Regions from separate parts of the Mus musculus genome. Here region 1 is linked to region 2. The links are chromatin contacts, called in public promoter capture Hi-C maps. All regions are on one chromosome and are shown on one strand. The core of a region is the stretch at or near the end of the contact, and the rest is flanking DNA. Distances in the headings are between cores, read along the strand shown. Region 1 holds the start of Rfx3 (regulatory factor X, 3 (influences HLA class II expression)). Region 2 holds the start of Fam122a (family with sequence similarity 122, member A).

What was found. Promoter capture Hi-C pulls out the DNA fragments that hold promoters and counts their contacts.
Region 1: a contact with region 2 is called in a promoter capture Hi-C map of liver, with 2.8 times the contacts expected there. A contact is called at or near these places in 2 of 39 promoter capture datasets (liver and pre-B cells) and 1 of 484 Hi-C or Micro-C datasets (CD4 T cells).

The regions. Positions count from the first base shown.
Region 1 is chr19:28,009,223-28,013,752 of GRCm38.p6, reverse strand. Rfx3 (regulatory factor X, 3 (influences HLA class II expression)) reads left to right here and starts at 2,587. Exons shown (of 17, transcript NM_011265.3): 1 at 2,587-2,781.
Region 2 is chr19:24,476,011-24,480,290 of GRCm38.p6, reverse strand. It overlaps Fam122a (family with sequence similarity 122, member A), which reads left to right and starts at 2,817. Exons shown (of 1, transcript NM_026520.3): 1 at 2,817-4,280. The coding sequence starts at 2,935. The coding sequence ends at 3,789. The region is part of intron 1 of Pip5k1b (phosphatidylinositol-4-phosphate 5-kinase, type 1 beta); the gene reads left to right.

The sequences.
Region 1 (4,530 bases), core at 1,338-3,837, 3.5 Mb before region 2:
TTGTAAAAAGCAATAGCTGTTAAGACCATGCTGCGTGTTTCCTAAGGCTCCCTAAAAAGTTATTTCTGATCTACCTGTATGATACATATGAAGATACAACCACACAGCTGTAAAAATGAGCTGAAAAGAGTTCCTGTCAGAACTACTGAGTAGCAAAAGGATTTGATATATGTATGCATATATAATCTATCATGCTTTGCATTCTATTGCTTGCATTGTAGCTTGGTGTTTTGAATTAGTATAATGGCAACACTGAAATTTATATATTAACCTTACTAGAACTAAAAGACATACCTCCAATTGTCATAAAAGGGAGAATATCCTGACTTAGTAAGAATTCATGCAAATAAAAGTATGCATCCTGAGAGTATAAAAAGATGGTACCAGAAGCTAGGAATAAAGAAGTCTCTAAATTGCTTGAAACTGACGTTACAATGTTCTAAGCGCAAAGGTCACACTCTTCCTAAAGGACACTGCCTCAAAGTATCTATTTATACCCTTGAGACAGTTTTGCCCAAGCTTCATTATGTGGTTTCCTTTCGTGCAGATTAAAAGCAGTAAATTAAAAGGGTGGGGGGAATAATAGAATGGTGCTCACTGACAGCGGTAAGGAGCAACAGCTGACAGTGGGGAGATGGGGAACCTAACAGACAATAGGGCTGCGCCAGCAAAGCTCTTCAGAGCCTTGAGGTGCCAGTCAGCAGTCCCAAACGTTTTCCTGAGGACTTGATCTGTAAACGTTGCAAAAGGACTATTCCAATCGTGAAGAGTTTTAACTGCTGTTGGGTACCACGGTGTCATTTTTGGCTATCACCACGACCTGTTTTAACTTTAGTCCTTGGCTTGTTTTTTTTTTTTTTTTTTTCTCTTTCTCTTATTAACTACTATATTATAACTTATAACCAAGAATAGAACTCATTATAACTATGAAATTATCAAAGCTTACAGTATTACTGCTAAATCTATTGTTCTAATAGTTGGTTTCTAAAATGTCTTTTACCTAGCATTTCATGGCACAGAGAGGCAAGATAAAATGACGGCTTGTTTTCCCTAAAATGAGAATATTATGTATCCAATAGAACAGGTGTCAGGATTAAATGAGATAATGTATGTAAAACACTTAGCACAAGGTCTGGGGCACAGAAAGAGAGCTCAGCCTTATTTTAACAGGGAACTCATGCTGGCCCAAATCCCTCATGTGCCGGTGCAAAAATTAAGCCTCAAGAGGAGAACTGACTTCTTAAGGCTCTACTTCCAGTATGTTATTGTCTTGGATAAGCTGCTTAGCTGCAAATGTTGGGAGATTTTGGGTATTGGCGGGCCTGGGGGCACGTGCCTGCTGGACTCCAGTATGAGGAGAATTGGACGAATATGCTTGAACCATGAGGTTTCAGAAGCTGTGCCTTATCAACTCGAGTTTGAGGTGCCAGGTTGTGTGCTAATAATGTTCTCCATGGACAGAAGCCGTTCCCGTGTCCAACACAGCTCAAGAACAAGCTACCCCCAGGCTGTTAAGAAACCGATGCCAGCTAATAGGGCGATTGGTCTAGCTGGGATCCATCCCGTCAACTCTGAAAGGGTAGAGCCCCTTAAGGACCTACCGAGGGCTACTCTGAAAGGTCTAACCCACCCCTGTAGGGACCCTCATCCTCGGAAAGCTCGAATTCCCTTCCCCTTGGCACTTCCTCCCGGTCCTGCAGGGTGCTAACTTGGCGTCTCGGTTCCGCAGGGAGGTAGCGGCCGCGCCGAGCGAGATGGGTCACCGTTCGCGCGCCCAGGCTCTCGCTCCCTAAGATGGCGGCGGGAGCACCGCTCACACCCCGCCGCCCGCGCTCCTCAGGACCCCGCGGCCTCGGGAGGCGCGAGAAAGCGGAATTCGATGGAGGGGAGGGCAAAGCCGAGACCCTGGAGGCCCGCGCCGGCCGCAGAGAGTCTGGGAAAGGGATCACCCGCGAGGCATAAACGACCGACCGGGAAACACCACACTGGCGACCACGGAGAGGGAGGGGAGAAAAAAAAAAAAAAAAAAAAAAAACCTGAGCGGGGCGGGGGGAAGAGAGGAGAGAGAGGGGAGGAGCGCAGCACATCCGGGATATTAGCTGGGGCCGCCCAGGAAATGACGTACGCCCCGGGGTGGAGCCCGCTCTTCAAAGTGGGGTCTGCCTCCGCGGTAGCGCGCGTCTCACACAGTGTTGGCTCCGTCGTCACTCCCCCTCCCCTGGCTTCGCGCTTTTCCTCTCGCGGCTGCGGGGCGGCTGGGCACAGAGCTGGCGGCAGAGGCAGGCGGGGCTCCTTTGACGGAAAGTAGCCCTCGCCTCCAGACCCTCAGCTTTCCCCGGCGTCCTCCGTCCCGTTCCTCCAGGCAGACTCGCCCTGACCCCGGGCCCGCCAAGTCTTAAAGCGCACCTCGGGGGAAAAACCGACGTCGGAATCCCGACCGCAGCCCCCCGCCCGGGCTCCGAGCTGTCAGTCACGGCGCCGAAGCCGCTTCTTCCGGCGCTCTCGGGCCCGCCCTCTCCCCTCCTCCCTCCCCCCCGCCCCTCCCCGCGCGAGTGTCTCCCTCTCCCTCGCTCCCTCTCTCTCTCCCTCTCTCTCTCTTTTGTGAGTTATAGCAACCGTTGCCTTGTGAATCAAGCGCCATAGTCACCGTAGTCCTGGCGACTGTTACCCATCAACAACAACTACTCCTCTCCTCCTCCTCCTCCTCTTCCTCCTCCTCCTCCTCCCCACCACCACCATCTCCATCACCCACCAACAACACCACAATAATCCACAGCCAAGGTGAATATTCTTCGGTCTCTCTACATGTGTGTGGGAGCGTGTGTGTCCGTGCGTGTGTTCGTGTGTGCGAGCGAGCGTGGCTGTGCGGGGTCTCCCTCCTGACACCGGCTGCGGCCGCTTGAGGGGCTCGGTCCCGGGGGCTTGTTTACAATGGACCCGCGCGCGGCGGGCTCGGGGGTGTGGGCGCCGCGCGCCTGCCCGCCCGGCCTCGGCGCTCGGGGATGGAGCGGGAGCCGGGGCTGCGGGGCGAGCGGGCTAGGAAGCCGCCGCTGTCCGTCGCGGGTGTTGGAGCGTCCCCCCCAGGTCCGCGGGCGCCCAGGAGGAGGGGCAGGTGGAGAGAAGGGGCTCGCTTTCTCCCTCTCTCTTTCTTTAATTCGCTGCTTTGCAAAGCTGCCTGGTGGCTGCTGCTTTCCAAATCGAAATAGACAGCAGTGAGCAGGGGGGGTCCCCAAAAGGTGCTGCGCTGTGGTGGTTGTTGTTCACTTGCGGGGCCTTGTTGGGGGTTTTGTTATTTTTATCCTGGTACCTCGGTGAACTTTTCCCGAAGCCCGCTCCCTTCGTTTCGGCCCCTCTGTGCCTGCTGCTGAACGGACTGCACTTATTTGACCATCACTGGCCTCACGGGATTCTTTTTTTTTTTTTTTCTTTTAAAACTGTATTTTTCTTTGTGCTGCAAACAGTCTTAATATCCATTCAGCAGTCTTCTCCCCCCTTCCCCCCATTTGCACACACATTGAAACTAGGGGGCCTCTGCTGCTCTTGAGAGATTTTTTTTTTAAGTCTGTTTCTCTGTTTCTCTTCTCTCCTCTTTCCTCTCTTGTCTCTCCTCTGTCTCCTCTCCCTCTCCTCTCTCTCTCTCCCCCCTCCCCTTTTCGGGTTTGTGTGTGTGTGTGTGTGTGTGTGTGTGTGTGCTTGTGATTTAAACCGGATGCAGGGCATCTGTGCTACTTTGGTTAGTGGCTACTGACAGCGCTTTATCCTTCATGTGGAGATGGGAGGGGTAGTCCTGAGGTTCTGTTTCACTTTGATGCACCTCCCTCCCCACAGGAGAGTGTTAACAATTTTCATTGTGGTTTAGACTTTGTCTGTGATGAACAGGAAAAGGATATAAGGAAGCTTTGTGAGAACTCAGTTCACAACGCTATTTGTGACAGTTATGGTACTTTGAGAGTTTTTTTTTTTTTTTTTTTCCTTCTCCCATCTTCATCTCTATTCCTTTCCCTTGGAGAGTTGAAATTGAAGTCAAGTTGTTCATAAAGAATGTATGAAGCTTCTCAACTTGAAACGTGTGTATATTTCACTTTCTTTGTGGCTGTTAAGATCTAGGCATGTGTGTACTTAACATATTCTTTTTTGTTGACTTTTTGGTTTTCTTTGGACAATGATTTAAACCTGTTCAGAAGAAAAAAAAAACTTCCTTTTAAAGTGTTTCTTTAGAGGAAATAGTTGCCCTTGTAGATCTGAATACTTACCAGTTATGAAGTAGTATCGTCTTGATTAGAACCTGGCTTTGCAGATCCTTAATTTGCTCATTTTCAGCATAACAATTAATAGGTTATCAGAAAAAAATTGATGATGATTGTGAGCTAAAACAAATAGATTGTACTATTATAGTGGCACATTGAAATTTCCAATTCATATTTTAAAGTGCTTATTTAAATAATCTTTCCAACAGCAAACATTTATTGATTTAACTGACAGAGCAGCCTGTGAATAATGTGACAGTATTAATTATTCTTGAGATTGTCA
Region 2 (4,280 bases), core at 1,568-4,067:
ATCAATACTATTTTGTAACATATAACTTACAGATCAGTATTTATTAAACTGCAGGAAGTAGAAAGCGTGACTTTGAAGTGCTGAAAGTGAGTGGGAGTGAAAGATACTTAAAAACATTGGTGGGTTCCCCCTGCTTTGAAAGATGTGCAGATCCTAACGCATGGCTCTCAATGTGTCGTTTTTTTTTTTTTTTTTTTTGTCAGACTCTGAGCAGCCCCTACTGCCTCCCATGTTAAATATGGATACTTCTGCCAGATATTCGCAGGTCCATCCTCAGACTCCATCTTTTCCTCATTATTCTTCTCCAGGTCCTTCATCTATTAGTCAAGCTCACCGTGCTGCAGCCACCAGCTACTTCTCTATAAAGTGTCATCCACTAAAAGTCTACCTGCCTTTCAAATCCTGCCTCATACACTGCCTTTATCCTGCCATTATGCAAATGATTTCTCTGAGTGCTGAAGTGTCATTGCACTTAAAGGCAGCAGAACACATGCAGAGAAAGGCCTTGTACTCACTGAGGCCCAGCTCTCTATGTGTGTTACTAAATCCCTGCTTCTCCCTGCAAATTGGCATCAGGAATAATAGCTAACCCCTGATGCTGTTGTGGGCAAGGATTTAATGGGATATGGCATCGTGTAAATTAGTTCTTTAACAGGTATGAATACTTAACGTTATTTTATCTTCAGGATCCATACTTAGTAAGAACTTCAATTAAAACCTGTTTGAGACCAAGTGGAAAGATATATGGGCAGGGAAACAGGAGACTTAGCTTCAAGTCTTGGTTCCCACCATTAACAAGCTGTGCAAAGCTGACTGTCACTGACCTTTGTATCTTAAAACAAAAACAAAGCTGGTCGTAGTGGCGCACACTTTTAATCCCAGCACTCGGGAGGCAGAGGCAGGCGGATTTCTGAGTTCGAGGCCAGCCTGGTCTACAGAGAGAGTTCCAGGACAGCCAGGGCTACACAGAGAAACCCTGTCTCGAAAACAAAACAAAACTCTTAGCTCAAAGTGGCCAGATTTGTATATATAACTCCTCAAGCCTACCAAAACTGAAAACTCAACCTCCACCCCATGTACCTTTCCTATTCATTTGACATTACCATCTAAATTACCTATTTCTTTTTTTGTTTTTTAATTAGATGTTTTATTTACATTTCAAATGTTATCCCCTTTCTTAGCTTCCCCTCCAAAAATCCCTTATCTCCTCCCCGCCTCCCTATTTCTTTGAACACCGAAATTTAACCTATTGGCAAATCTCATCCCAGATGACATCAGTGGATCCCCTTCTCCCCATTCCCTACTGTTACAACCCTACCCCAGTATTCTGCTCTCTGTAGCAGCTTTCTACTCTATCTTCTGGCCTCCACTCTTGCCTCTGGCCCCCTTTCAGCTCATTCCATGGTGTTTAAAGCAAAAACCATGCTGAGTGTGGCACGATATGCCCTTAGCCCTACTTCCTTTGGGAGTGAGGTGAATCACTAGAGCCCAGAAGTTTGAGATTAGCCTGAGCAATGACTTAGTGAGACTCCATCTCAAACCATAACAGATAAAGCCCAAGCCTATTATTCCCCTGCCTAATACTGCTCAGGGACTTATAATCATAGGACTGGGCGCTCAGTCCGTTGACCTCTCAGGTCACCTGTCTCCTTCTTGATTTTTCTTTCCTTGTTCTTCCCCAGACGGGTGGGTATGTTGGCCCTTCGCATTGGTTGGAACACTCGGCCCTGCCCCCACCTCCCACAGTCCACAGGATTTGTCATTTACAACTGAACTCTGCCCAACTGCCCCTCAAGGGCTATATATAGGTAGTGCTTGACCACACCGTCCCACTTCTACCTCCAGCCATACCACCAAAAGTCCCCTATTTTCTCATCCCCCACTCCCACCCAGTAGAAACTGAATGTCCTCACACAAGTCCATTTCCTAGCACAGTACCTGGTACATAGTAAGTAGGTATGCCCGAATAGGAGACTTGACTGAATAAATGAACACATACAACTTCCCTGTTAATGAGATACAAAGTTTTGTATTAATTACATAAGCTAAAAATCTGTTGATCTATGAATGTGTCTTTTTTTTTTCTTTCATTGGATTCCCACACCAAGTGAACATTAGTATGTGCACGGTTAACGGCAGAAATATGACAACTTTTTTAAAAAAGATGTCACAAAGCTTCTTCCTCCCAACCGCCTTAAGTCTACTATTCTCTCTTGGCCCTCCCCGATTCTGTCCTAGTGTAAATCAACCTCCTCTTTGGCCTTTTCCCTGTAGGTTCTAATCCCATGTCTTCTTCCTCAGACCTCAGCCAAAGGCTGCTCCTGTACCCTAATATGCTTCCTTGAGAACGCCCGGGAGTTCATTGTTCTCAAAAAAAGCCCAGAACTTGCTCTTGTCCACCATCAGGCTAACAACCCTGTCCTCCTGGTTCCTGTCTGTCACCTAGCTGGGTAGCAGTGGCTCCCTGCTTCCAGTCCAGTTTTACAAAGCGCCGCCGTGGCCTCCTTCAGACTTCCCTCTGGGAAGCCCACCAGGCCGGGCCAAGCTCAATCATGAAGCCCCACATCACCAAGGGCCTATCTTTCTGAGCTCACACTTGCTTCATAAGCACATACACTTCTCAATGCCCCGGCCTCCGTAACCTGCCTTCCCGCGAGCCCGCGCCCAGTGACTATTTGCGGAAGAAACGAACACTGGAGTCGCCCAACCACTGCTCGCCCCCTGCCCCCGCCGCGGCGCCGCAGCCATGACGCACTAAGCTGGCGCCGCGAGAACGGGCGTGCCAGGGCGCCTGCGCGAAGGGGCACGCCTGCGCAGAGGCGCGAACCCGCTGACAGATTCTCGAAGGCGGCGGCGGCGGCGGCGGCCTTGGGCCGCGGGGAATGGGAGTCCCAGGGCCCTGACTGAGCACCGCCCCCGCCTCCCGGCCGCGCCATGGCTCAGGAGAAGATGGAGCTGGACCTGGAGTTGCCCGCGGGCGCGAGCCCGGCGGAGGGCGGCGGCCCTGGCGGCGGGGGCCTGCGGAGGTCTAACAGCGCCCCCCTGATCCACGGCCTCAGCGACTCGTCGCCGGTGTTCCAGGCCGAGGCGCCCAGCGCCAGACGGAACAGCACGACGTTCCCGAGCCGCCACGGCCTGCTGCTCCCGGCCTCGCCGGTCCGAATGCACAGCAGCCGCCTGCACCAGATCAAACAGGAGGAGGGCATGGACCTGATCAACCGAGAGACCGTTCACGAGCGCGAGGTGCAGACCGCAATGCAGATAAGCCACTCCTGGGAGGAAAGTTTCAGCCTGAGTGACAACGACGTGGAGAAATCCGCCTCCCCGAAGCGCATCGATTTCATTCCGGTGTCTCCGGCACCGTCCCCGACCCGGGGAATTGGGAAGCAGTGTTTCTCACCGTCCTTGCAAAGTTTTGTGAGTAGCAACGGACTGCCTCCAAGTCCCATTCCCAGCCCAACCACCCGATTTACCACCCGGAGAAGCCAGAGTCCCATCAACTGCATTAGACCAAGTGTTCTTGGACCATTGAAAAGAAAATGTGAAATGGAAACTGATTATCAGCCAAAGAGATTTTTCCAGGGCATCACCAACATGCTGTCTTCTGACGTTGCACAGCTGTCAGACCCCGGTGTGTGCGTATCTTCCGATACCCTGGATGGAAACAGCAGCAGTGCCGGATCTTCCTGTAACTCACCAGCGAAAGTCAGCACTACCACCGACTCTCCTGTGTCGCCCGCCCAAGCAGCCTCCCCCTTTATTCCAGTAGATGAACTTTCCTCAAAGTGACTCACTCATCTTGAATCCCCCTCCCCCAATGGAGAGACAAAAAAACAAAAACAAACAAAAAAAAAAAGAAAGAAAAAAATCAAGTTAGAGCAAGCACTGAACTTTGTCGATTACGTTAAAGCCGTTTCCTATTTGACTCTTCCCTCTTTTTGGAAATTCCTGAAATGTTATTCTAGAGAATTTCTATGTCAGGTTCCTGGGGATGCCCTTGAATTCAGTGTAGTAATATTTTCGGACTTTTTATCAATAAGTGTGTTGAAGCATACATTTTACGCTGCTAATATGTCTAAATACATATGTTATCCCTTGATTTTTTAAATAATTGAGAGCTCTATTTATTTATGGGATTATTAAGTTCTGATGAAAATATAAATGTTGAATTTCAGTTTAGTAAACTGATGTTTTAAAATTCCATAGTTCATGGCACACTAATTTTTGGTGTTTTCAATGGTTGCTATTTTACATCTACTGAAGAATTTACCTACTTACAG